Linked DNA regions of Zea mays: all the other regions are linked to region 2. A link is a contact called in public Hi-C data. All regions are on one chromosome and are shown on one strand. Each heading gives the region's core, a stretch centred on a gene start, on an enhancer-like site or on the middle of the called end of the contact. The rest is flanking DNA. Distances are from core to core; before and after follow the strand shown. Region 1 holds the start of LOC100502196. Region 2 holds the start of LOC100273848 (DNA-3-methyladenine glycosylase I). Region 3 holds the start of LOC100274448 (putative serine peptidase S28 family protein). Region 4 has its middle 37 kb from the start of LOC100279547.

The links. A called contact is a pair of places that touch in the nucleus more often than the background predicts.
Region 1: a Hi-C map of endosperm shows a contact between it and region 2, with 4 times the contacts expected there. The contact joins the promoter of LOC100502196 here to the promoter of LOC100273848 in region 2. A contact is called at or near these places in 3 of 25 Hi-C or Micro-C datasets (bundle sheath, endosperm and leaf).
Region 3: a Hi-C map of ear shows a contact between it and region 2, with 3 times the contacts expected there. The contact joins the promoter of LOC100274448 here to the promoter of LOC100273848 in region 2. A contact is called at or near these places in 3 of 25 Hi-C or Micro-C datasets (ear, root tip and tassel).
Region 4: a Hi-C map of tassel shows a contact between it and region 2, with 1.8 times the contacts expected there. The contact joins the enhancer-like site here to the promoter of LOC100273848 in region 2. A contact is called at or near these places in 3 of 25 Hi-C or Micro-C datasets (bundle sheath, endosperm and tassel).

What each region holds. Positions count from the first base shown.
Region 1 is chr6:105,428,153-105,431,054 of Zm-B73-REFERENCE-NAM-5.0, reverse strand. It overlaps LOC100502196, which reads right to left and starts at 1,616. Exons shown (of 3, transcript NM_001196673.1): 1 at 1,480-1,616; 2 at 1,007-1,410; 3 at 1-509. The coding sequence starts at 1,555. The coding sequence ends at 24.
Region 2 is chr6:105,821,064-105,824,223 of Zm-B73-REFERENCE-NAM-5.0, reverse strand. LOC100273848 (DNA-3-methyladenine glycosylase I) reads right to left here and starts at 1,442. Exons shown (of 5, transcript NM_001148245.2): 1 at 318-1,442. The coding sequence starts at 894.
Region 3 is chr6:106,228,581-106,231,473 of Zm-B73-REFERENCE-NAM-5.0, reverse strand. It overlaps LOC100274448 (putative serine peptidase S28 family protein), which reads right to left and starts at 1,622. Exons shown (of 10, transcript NM_001148807.1): 1 at 995-1,622; 2 at 215-395; 3 at 1-92. The coding sequence starts at 1,495.
Region 4 is chr6:105,534,718-105,537,491 of Zm-B73-REFERENCE-NAM-5.0, reverse strand. No RefSeq gene overlaps it. Among protein-coding and RNA genes, the nearest start is that of LOC100279547, 37 kb to the right of the region's middle. Within about 2 kb of position 1,276, at least 14 of the 20 cell types and tissues checked have an H3K27ac peak or open chromatin away from gene starts, as enhancers often do. A contact at or near this core is called in bundle sheath, endosperm and tassel, where this site is marked.

The DNA.
Region 1 (2,902 bases), core at 367-2,866, 390 kb after region 2:
CGGTCACGGCCTTTATCGCCGTATTAGCTGCTCCTCCTCACGGCCTTTATCGCCGTCCAGACCTTGTTCGACAGGCTGTGCCTCTTGCCCCGCAGATGGTCGACCATGGCGGCGGCGTTGGTGCAGCCGACCCTGCAGCGCTCGCACCACACGCAGCTGCTCCTCTGGACGACCTGGTGCGCCTCCCCGTCGACCAGGATCTGGATCCTCTTCGGCGCGTCGCTCGGGCCTGCTGCTACTGCTACTGCGCCATCGCCGCTTCTGTTAGGAGGAGGATCCGTCGTCGCCTTGGTCGCTCCGCATCGGGCCAGCTTTGCCCTGTGCTTTTTCCCTTGGAGGTGCTCGTTCAGGTTGGCCTCGCTGGTCGCGCTCACCTGGCAGATTGCGCAGCTCCATTGCCCGGAACTCGGGTCTTGTACTCCCGTTGGTTGTTGTTCAGTCGTTGTTGCGGAAATCGCAGCTGCTGCTTTCCTCTTCACGCCAGAAGCCTTTGTTGCTGATGAAAGAACCTGGAAACAGAAGGAAGAGTTAGTCAAGTCGGGCAGGAAGAAAAAGATCAAGGCGACAAGGAAGTTACTGCATAACTAGAAACTGAAATCCACATCACCACATGGAATAGTTTACTCGGTCTTCTCTGGTCCTCCATACAAGTTCACCAGATCAGATCTGTTATTTGGCTTCAGCGTTCAAGCTCCCATTTGATCTATGGGCAACGTTTCCTTCTAGATTGTAATCAGTTATTACAGAAAGTGACTACTACCATTGGCCTTTAAATGACAAGAAAAAAGCAAGCGCTTGCGCTTCTAAAGCGATCGAGAGTAAAACGGAAGTGCAATAAGAGATCAAACCAAAAAAAAGGAAAGAAATTTGAAAAGTGGTAATGCAGTAGCGCTAGGCGCCTTTAATGCCAAATGCCGAAAAGAATATGAACAACCAAAATGTCGAAGAAGAATACGAACAAGCAAGCAGCATGCATGGGCATTGAACGGCAATGGTGCTCCCTGACCTCGGAGCTCTCGCTGGGCGCGATCTCGCGCAGCCGGAGCGTATGCCTCGGCTTCGGCAGCAGGGACCACGTTCCCGTCTCACTGAGGAGCATCGGTTGCTCAAATCTCGCGAGCCGCCGAGGGCTGTCCCACGACATTGCCGGCGTCATCGATGGGCCGTCGGCCCTGGAGAACCGGCCTGGAGGTGGAGGTGGAGGCGGCACCGGCACGACGGAGCCGTCGGTCCCGAGGAACGGGGCGGGGCCAAAACCACCGTGGAGGCGGGCGCGCTCAAGGGCGAGCTCCAGGCGGACCTCCTCCTCGATGAGCCGGCGCTCCACCTCGCGTTTGATCCGCTCGCGCCGGGCCGCAGCCTCCCACTGCAACGGCGAGGGCGGCGGGTGGTCGCCGTGGAAGGGTCCGGCTGCGCGGGACCGGGGACTTTGAGATAGATGCTGCAAGTCTGGGGTCTCGATGGGAAGGGGGCGCTTACCTTGCTGTGCTGTGACGCGTCGATCGGGGGAAGGGCGGCGCTGCGTGCTGTTTCCTGCGCGGAAGCCGAACTCCATGGCTGCTGGGGGGTGGGGGACTGGCTCTGGCCGGCTGGGTTTTTGGGCCTTTGCCCTTTGGCTTTGGGGGACCGAGTGGAACTGTGCTCGAGCATTTTTATACCGGTGGCAGCAGCCAGGGGGACGCTGGGATGGGACCCGATCGGAACTGTGCCCGAGAGTTTTGCAATTATAGTTTCTTCCTACCACTCTACCAGATTATTATTCTCTAAAAATTGAAATGGATTTTGTTTATATTTTATTTCTTATTTTTTACCAATTAAAAGGACGGGTTTTGATTTAAAATATGAAAAATATTTATTTAATTTTTAACAAAAGTAAAAAATCATTAAATTTTAAAAAGGTACTTCATGACTTAAAGAGAACGAGACATAAACATATATCTCATATAATTCTAATCTGATAGCAAATATGTTTATTCATAAAGCGAATAAACTTGTTCATTTACATGAAGAAGAAGAATCAAGTTCATCAATAAGATAGCGGTATACGCCCAGTGCATGGTGGCGTACGACGGAAGGATGACCAGCGGCGATGCAAGAGAGAGATATGGGACGGTGGCAGCATCGAGAGCTTATTTAGAACTTCCTTGCTTCTTGTGTCATGGGAGTTGGCAAGAGTAAAAAAAAATGTCTTCTTTAAGAGATAGAGAATAAAAAAATAGAAATGGATAAAATAAAGCTACAATATTATCTTAGAGAAGTTTCATACTTATAATTACCATTTAAAAGTCTAAAAGTCACCTGAAGCTAGTACCGTACTATCTGTCTCAACTTACATGTCTTTGATCTTCTTGACACCAAATTTGATCGGCTCGTTTTATTCAAAATATTTATAAAAATATAGAAAAAATAATCTATAGTTAAAATAAATTATATGATAAACCAAATCATAATGAAAATAGTTAGTAATTATAAATTCTTTTTGAACAAGACAAGTCGGTCAAATATAGTGTCAAAAAAGTCAAACGATAGGAAAACTGGGACTGAGGAAGTACGAAGTGCAGTGCAGTGTGCCTGTGCGCTGCGTGAAATCGACTTTTTGAGCGGTGCTGCACTGCTCTAGCTGGTGCTGCCAGGGCAGTGTGCCTGTGCTGCCGCAGAGGCAGGCGCAGAAAAAGACGAAACCTGGAATCGATGGGTGGATGCATTGCTCAACCCCACACGCATTGACGCAAATAGCTCAATTAAATGGTGAAAGAAGAGCTCCAAAAACTAATGTACAAAAAATTCAAATAGCTCAAATAAATGGTAAAAGAAGAGCTGAATAGAGAAAATAAGAAGAGCTGAATAGAGAAAATGGTTGGAGAAAGGCTGAAAAGGGACCAAACATAAGGATTTAGGATGA
Region 2 (3,160 bases), core at 193-2,692:
TAGCATGCTGCTCTTGAGAGTTTCGCGTAGCTTTACTACATATTTACACCATATGAACCATTGTGATAAAAGGTGCCTGGTTCAGGATGCTAGAATGTATACAAGTTATAATGAACTGCAGCACATGATTGGACTGATTCCAATGATTCGAACAGGCATAAATTAAACACGGTAAACTAGTAATAAGTGACTAAAACATCAAGAAACACAAGAGTTGCATTCTTCTTCTGTCTGTATAGAAGAAACAAGAACAATTCTTATACCAAACTAGGATTTTTGACTAAGAAAGAACCAGTTCCAGGAGAGAAGATGCTCACCGGTGGTTGGAGTAACCCACGCGCACCTCCTCTTCCCTTGCACAGCCTCTGGTGTCACTGTCATCGGAGCAACAACCTCCACGCGGATGGGCTTGCTCTCCACCGCCTTACCCACAGCCTTGCCTTGCTTCGGTTGAGCCGTCGGCACCGACCGGCCCTTCTCTACTTTCCCGGTGAAAGCCCGCCGGGCGCGGACCGACTCCGCGGATGCATCCGAGGAGCAAGACGCGCTGAGCGGCAAGCCCGGATGCGACAGCGGCGCGTCGTTCCTCCTCGACGGCGGCCCAGGAGGTGTGCGCCGCGGCGACGGCACCGGGGACGCACTCTTGGGCGCGCCACCTCCACCCCCGCCGACTGCATTCCTCTTTGCGCCCTCTTCCGCCTTGGTCGCGGCGGGCACAGTCTCCGCTGGCGTCCCCGCCGGCGCCGGCTCCGCCTTCCTCACGGGCTTCGGCGACGGTTTCCGGGCGTTCGCCGGGCCCGACCTGGCCTTGTTGCCTCCTGGCACCAGCACCGGCCTCGCCTCTGCCTCCGGAACCGCGATGTTCAGGGACCGGGCCCTCGGCGCCCCGGCCATAGAAACCACCACAGCCTAACCAACAGGTTTTTACCGCCCAAAAATTCAAAAATTACCGGGCTTTCCACACGGGCACCTCAAAAACCGAGCAAAGAATTCCAATCCCTCGTAGAAAATTGTCCGCCTCGTCGAGCTAAAACCCCGGCCACGAACTTGAGATTCACCTCCGCCGAGACAAGCACGCAACCACTAACTCCTCGAAATCCGGACTCTTTCTCCTCCCTATAAAAACCTCCAAAAAATCAAATTGAAGCGAGCTGCGGGCCAGGAACCCTAACCCCAGCCGCGTTTAGGCCCCGCATTGCACGGAGGAACGCGGTGAACACCGAGAAACAGCCACGGCGGGCAGGCGGCGCTCAAAGGAGATTAGAACCTCCCGGAACCTTGCAGCGACGGGGGAAAGCGGAATCCGGGGAAGCTGAGGGGATTTGGAAGCCCTAGGCGGCGGAGGGGCGGGTGGGACCGGGAGAAGAGAGGCGCAGGGGGGTTGCAGCTGCAGCAACTGCTCCGAGGACGAGGGAGTAGTGGAATCCAAGGAGAGAAAGGAGGGGACGAAGCGGTTGGCAGAGAGGTTGAGGGGGACTGGGGAGTGGGGGACACTGTACTAGTAGTAGCTCGCTAGCAGCTAGCGGGGACACTGGGCTCTGCCGTTTATTTTACACCGGTTTTTATTTCGGGAGGGGGTGCATTGCGAAAGTTTTTAACTTTTGTGGGAGAGAAGAGTTCGATCGTATCTGAACCCTGGACCTCTGCGCGTGGGCCCGACAGCTTCTCGCTGTCTGACAGCGTACTTTTCTGGCATGGCCCACCAGTTTTATACATTTGCCAAAATAGTACGATGTAACGGCCGGCTAATTTGATTGCTTCGTGGTTATACATGAGGAAAATGGTTTCCCAGATGCAACCATCGTCACTGTTTATTGTAGGTCCTACTTTAAAATTTGTTAAACCAAAGTTAGTGGTCCAAACCATGGAGAATAATCTCAACTAAATTTTCGTTCATGAGATGACGAGATAGGAACAACAAACGTGTCGTCGATCAAAGCTTTATGACAATGAAATTGTCATCAACTTAGGTTACCTCGTGTCGTGTTTAAATACACTAGAGTTCATAGTTAGCTGCTAAAATTAGTTACATACGTACAAACAATCTAGCTAATAGTTTAATTATTAGTTATTTTTAGTAAATTAGCTAATAGTCTCGGTGGAGGGGAAAGAATCAGGAAGGAGCAAAAGAAGAAACATGAGCGGGAATGGAGGTAGCATGCAAAGAGCTTCAAAGTTGAAGGCTGCTCGCAATTTAGATGCGGACCTCTCCGCAGGTAATTCCATATGCATCTTACCTTATGTTCTTATTCCTTATGAAGTAGTTCAGAGGTTAACTTCTTAGGTTTTGTTTGTGGGAATAATGATAAATCTTGGGGAAAATTTCTAGAGTTGTTAACCAATAATCTAAGTGGTGAGTCTGGTAGTATCGTAGATGCCAAGTCTGTTGCTTTAGAGGGAGAGAGGAAAAAGAGAGGTTAGAAGATCAGTAGCTAGATAACTTTATCTTGGGCTCTTTACGCAATGACATGTTGGAAGGAGTGATGGACTTTACTAGTGAGCATATAATTATGTCTCATACTAGTAGGCCTGAAGTCACAAAAAACTCTAAGAAAAAGAGCAGGAATATAAATAAAAAAATCGGTTGCCCAATGAGAGGGGTTTTCTGGAATAGTGATGGGTTCAAAGACCCTATGAAACATAGATTTGTGTCTGACTTATCTAAAGAACAAACTTTGTCTTTTATAGCTATATTGGAAACAATGAGAAAATCTTTCTCTGACTCCTTCCTGAGGAATCTTAGCGAGGGAAGGAATTTTATTTGGCACACAAAAGAACCTACATGTCGTTCGGGAGGGGGGTATTCTACTGGGTGTTGACTTAGATGTATTTGATATTGGTACCATAGATAAAGGGGAGTTTTATGTCAAGTTCAAGGTGTGTAACAAAAGCGATCATTTCAAGTGGGCTTTAACAGTTGTCTACGGTCCAACCCAATTTGACAAGAAGGAGGCATTCCTGACGGAGCTAGTCTGGATGGCGAACCATGAAACCTTACCTATCTTAATAGGTGGTGATTTTAACATCCTTAAACACCCTCATGAAAAAAATAATGACAACTTTGATCAAAGATGTCCTTTTTGTTCAATGTCGTTATCGACGGGTTAAATCTTAAGGAGCTTAACATGACAGGGAGACGATTCACTTGGGCCAATAACCT
Region 3 (2,893 bases), core at 373-2,872, 410 kb before region 2:
CGTTATGTGGTCGAACTGCAGGATCGGCGCGGAGGAAGCTAGGGCACCAATGGCGACGTGGGGGTACTTGAGCCTGAACCAGGAAGCCAGCACTGCAAACGAAAACAACGAGCATGAAGCATCATCAGTGGAGCACACAACCTGCTGCTTGTCATGTTCCCCTTGTAGTCGTACAACTGTACAAGCAGCACATGCTCGACGGCCGACGACTTACTTCCGCCGTAGGAGCCGCCGAAGACGACGACGGGAGCGGCCTCGGCGCCGAGGTCCCGCTTCAGGCCCCTGATGACGACGGCGAAGTCGGCCAGCGCCTGCGTGGACGTGAGGTAGCCCAGCGTCTCGGCCGACCTGTACGAGTCGTTCCCGAACGGCTTCGACTCCCCGTAGAACCGGTGCTGTTCGTCGGTGGCAGACAGGCAATGGAAGAAAGAAACGGTTTCGTCAGTGGTGGCAGAGCCAGAGGCAAGCGCGCGCGCGGTAGGTTTCAGACAAGCTGGGAAACTAGTGGTCGAGTGATGCAGCTAGCTGTGATTTTTCACCCTTTCTTTTTCTGCGACGTTTCTTTCTTTCCTCTCCTCTTCTTCCAGCTAGCTCCTTGTATATGCGATGCGAGTTTGCGACAAAGCAACGTCAGCGTCAGCAAAGAACATGTCGGTCAGTGATACCGACAGCGAAACGTTAGTCTTGGGTAGATGTGGAGCAGAAGATTTTTTTTTCCCCCGTTGGTTTGACTTGTGTTAGTATCTTGATAGCATTCAGAGTTTCAGACATCATTGGACCGGCAGCTCAAAACGCTCGCGAAGAAAATTGCATGCCCATGGTGGCTAATTCATCTAAGATTACGCGAGTTTCTATGCTACGGTCTCTTCTGGTAGGAGGTATATATAGGATTCTTCTCCTCCGGCTCCCGTGGAGTGGAGGAGCCGGCCGCTCCAGCTCATCCGGAGTAAGCAAGCAACCACGATTACTTACTTACTGGTATATATATACGTACCTCGATGAAGACGAGGAGGGCGCCGAACGTGGGCGCGATGTCGAACATGAACCCGGTGTTGGTGGCGAACCACTCGATGTCGCCCTCGTTGCCCGTGTACACGAACAGCGGGCCGGGGCCGTCGTCGCCGGCGCCGGCGCCGGGCCGGCGCCAGAAGGTGTCGTTGAGGAGGTACTTGTGGCGGAAGACCGTGGACGCGTTGGGCGTGAAGGCGAAGTGGTCGAGCAGCTGCGGGAAGTAGTGCGCCGTGAAGGGCTTGGTCGACGCGTTGGCGGGCCCGGCGACGAGCTCGGCGCTGCTGCTGCTCGGGCGCCGCAGCTGGTGGCGCTTCAGCAGCGGCGGCGTGAAGGCAGGCCGTGGGTTGGAGTTGGAGGACGGGCGCGCTGCTGAGTCGGCTGGGAGCGAGTAGGCCGCGAGGAGGAGCACGAGCAGGAGAGGCAGGAGGAGGGAGCGGGCCGGCGGTGGACCGGCTGACGAGGGCCGGGCATCTGGCGCCGCCATTCTCTCTGTCTGTCTCTCTGTCGTCACTCTTGGTGGTGGAAGGGGAGGCGGGAGGAAGGCGCACGGGCGGGTCAGTCAGACGAATATGCGTCGTTAAATTTCTGACGACGATTTTTGTCTCGGTGGCAGACACTGAGACACGACACGAGCCAAGTTTGGTCTTTGGTGTGGCAACTAGCTTTGTTTGCGGACGGACGGTCTTATGCACGAAAACGGCTGTCAACCGCCGCCTTCAAATCGAAATGATTCCATGCGTATGTATGTAGGTATGCTTTGCGCCTTGCTTTTTCTAAAAGGGTTTAGGGTGTAGCACTACCACAGAACCAAAGTGCTCCAGCATGGCGCGGCGTCCGCGGAGCCATGGGCAGAGGATTGGCCCACACCACCGCTGCCAATGATCCCGACCTCTCATCTATAACAGCAAAAGGGCACAAAGGCTTAGAACAGCGACGCACGAACTGCTCAGCTCAAAGATGATACTCCGACCGAAATCCAAAACCCGCAATATGTTTCTGACATGGTCCTCTCCGTATACATTTGAATAATCAATCCCCGTTTCATGTGAAGACATACAAGACATCCAGACAGACAGGCCGGCTAGCGCTCACACCGCTGCCTGCTGTTGTCGGATACGCACGCTCGTCAGAGCAGCAGCAGCAGCAGCTCCGTCCTCGACTCCCTGTGCCTGGCTCTGCTGCTGGCCTGCAGCCGGCCACCACGTTGTGGCACAGTTCTGGCCACTGACAGTTGACGCACCAGCAGCTGCAGCTGCATCCACCGTCTGAAGGGGTGAAAGGGGGCTCCGGTTGCTGCTGAATCACCAGCGGAGCTGCAAGTTATTACAGTACAAGAGTGTTTAAAAAGTTCTACAGTTTCTCAACCTGTCAACCTGATGATGCATGCGTGCGTCACAAGTGAAATAACTGGATTGGCTTTTTCCCCTTCTAGCTTGTCACCTTCATTTTTTTTCCATAGAACAGATTGTTAACTTGACTGCAACTAGGGGTGGTAATGGGCTCTAGATTTTACACTATACATTTCAAGGATCGAATCGGATTATGATCGGACACTATTCCTATTAATTTTTGAACTAAAATTAATTAAGGGTCATAACTTATTGTGAAGAAATATTTGAATCGTGATCCATTACCACCCCTAACTGAAAACTGCAGTACAGCAATAGTAGCACCTTTAATTATCCTGATGACGTTTGCTGCCAAACCACGTTAGGGAGCGCGGCACATTGTTTCCAGTTTGGGCTGGGCCCAACTCCGAGCGTTCGGGAAACAGTAACCCAGTTCTCAAGCCTTTGAAAGATTCTGGCGTACGATGCCAAATCGTCACGCGATTGAGGCCCGCCCGGCCCGCTGTCGTGTTTGCCGAGGCCGCCTGCTGCTG
Region 4 (2,774 bases), core at 27-2,526, 290 kb after region 2:
AATAAACGGGACAAGAATTTGTTAACAGTGGGGGTGTAGTGCAGTTCTTTGGACTCTTTGGAAAATAAGAAACGAAGCTTACTTTGAAGATAAAAGAGTAGTTAATACGTTAGACATCTTTATATTCTGCTGTTTTTGGATGAACTCATGGATTTTATTACAGAAAAAATCGGCAAGAAGGATGCTGGAGGAAAGAAGCAACCATATCAGAAAAATGGCTAGTGATTTCTTCATTCGAGCTCGGGGGTGGTCTCCAGTTGACAGGAGGCTGACACAGTGATTGGATGCGCGGGGATCCTTTTTGGCGAAGATGCTTCTTTCTGATCTTGAACCTAGAGACTCTTATGGTTCTTATATCAGGATGCCAGTCTGTAATAATGTCTTGGTTAAACCCCTTTTCCTGTCTTAGTCGTCTTTTAATGGCGATAGTTTTTGAGTCAGGTATGCTGCAAGCTTTAGCTGGGTTAGATGCTGGGCTTTTGTTGCCGGTGGCAATGCTATGACTAAGACAATATTGGTGTGTGTCTGTGGTTACAGAATATCATGTTTCCTGTTTTTTAATGAAATAGGGGGAGATCCTTTTTCGTCAAAATCGCGTGGTGTTTCATTGTCCAAACCTCTTTTACTTGGAGTCCAAGCAGTCGTGTTTAATTTTACGTACAGGAGGACCACTGCGTAAAATACGATTGAAATGTTTTCTGTGCAAACTAGGTACGGTACTCCATCGATGTATCGTTCAAACAGTTTGAACTTTTAATCGCCACCATGGCGTGAGATGGACGAAAGCGGCGGTGGCCTTAACTTACTGTTGTTAATGAGCCAAAAAAAATAAAAAAAATAGGGCTCTATATGCCTCTATCCATTTGGGGGCCTTGCTTGTGCCTATGCACAGTTCGCACATGCCACTATGCCAGGTGTGTTTTTGGCCGACATGACTTGAGATCGAGAGAGGCAGCAGCACCAGCGCACCACGTAGCTAGGAGTACGCGCGCGGACATCACATCGTCATGCATACGCACACGCGGGCACGGACTTGCACTTGCTGGTGGTGACCAGCAGAGAGACGCCAAGCAGAGCTGCACCGATCCAAACAGTCCAGTCAGCTGCACTACCACGGACTTGCACGGATTTCACGTAGCTTTCGCATGCGTGCACGCCGTCACACATTTAGTACGTTCCTCGCCTGGCGTGACGCACACGGGCATGCACAGTGCGATCCACGCGCGCACACACTGTGATCCTAGCTTTGGCTCCTCCTTTTCATGGTCATGGAGAGCGGGCGCCAATGGAATGGAGTGATGGAATGGAGCCCGGCCGCACCAACAGCTAGCTTTGGCCGGAGCTCTGGCCCCGGTCGATGGGACGTACGCCCGTCTAATCCGTCGGAGCTAGCTAAACTTTGTGAGGGGCACCACCAGCCACTGGTCGTCGTCGTCCGTCCCTTGGCCCCCCGGCCGTCAGTCGCGTCGTCCGGCCGCCGACCTCCTTTTGCGTTGTTTACCTAGACCGAGGCCGGGGGCCGCCGAGTGCAGCAGAAAGCGCGGGAGCTTTTTTTGGCCCTTTCCACGCGCGGCGCCTCACACGCCTTTGGATTTGCACATTTATCCAGTCGCGCATGCATGCATGTGCAAGCGTACTACGTCTTTCCATTCGGTCTAATCTAACTAACCGGGCAATTTAATTACTACATGTAATGTAATGTAGTCAGTCGTGTGCAAGCTCTGGAGGGATCAACACATGAACAAAGCAAACAATAGCTCACTTTACCCTCTTTTCCTATTTACTACTCTTATATATGCTTGTTCTTTATGACTGCTACATGATTGGTGAATCGACGACGACGACGAAGAAGAATTAAGCTCTAGAGCGCGCGGCTATAACCGCTGCATGCATGGTCCTTGGATATGTCCAACAATTAATCAACCCCCCCCCCCCCCCCCCCCCCCCTCCCCCACGAGCTTGATCTTATATATGCTATGGGATAATATCTCGAAAGGTGCAGATTTTATTTGGCGTGTTATAGTATTAAACTGACGCTCAACAACAAAAGGTGCTCACCTTTAGTCCAAAAGAGAACCATCAGTACTAAACACAACAACCTCTCTCTAGCTCGCCACCACCTCTCAACCTCTTGCGTTTAGAAACGTGTCCAACAACACTGAAAGTGCACGCCGTGTACCTTTAGTTCATTTGCATATATATGAGTGCACATAACATGCATATAGTATTATATTTGCATCACTATTAATCTATCATGCATGCATCCCCAACAAGTAATAACGCGAGAGCAAGCAAGCTAGTAGCTGCGCCGGTAAGAACGTACGGCTACCCTACCCTCTCTCAAAAGGGCCAAAAAAAAATAAAGGAATCACGTACCAACGCCACTGGGCGTGCTAGCTCCTCGCTTTGGATCGGAGCTTACTAATCTGTAGAGTATCTCGATCGGTGGATTAGTTTGCTAGCTAGCTACTGGGGTACGTTAAAATGGCTAATCATGCATAGGGGTCGATCTAGGGGAATCACTCATATGCAATTGCGTGTGTCCCAGTTGCTTATTAACTAATTCCTTCGGCTCTAGTCAAAGATATTGATGCCGAAAAATTAAAGGCATCGACGACAAAATGTGATTTAGAGATGGTGCATATATATATATATGCATGCATGGAACAAATTAAAAATGATGAGACTGAAAGGCTACGACGGTTGCATATGCTTAGCTAGCTTAGTTTTTTTTACAAAGAATTTGGCGAAAAGTTAATCGGATGCTAGCCGGC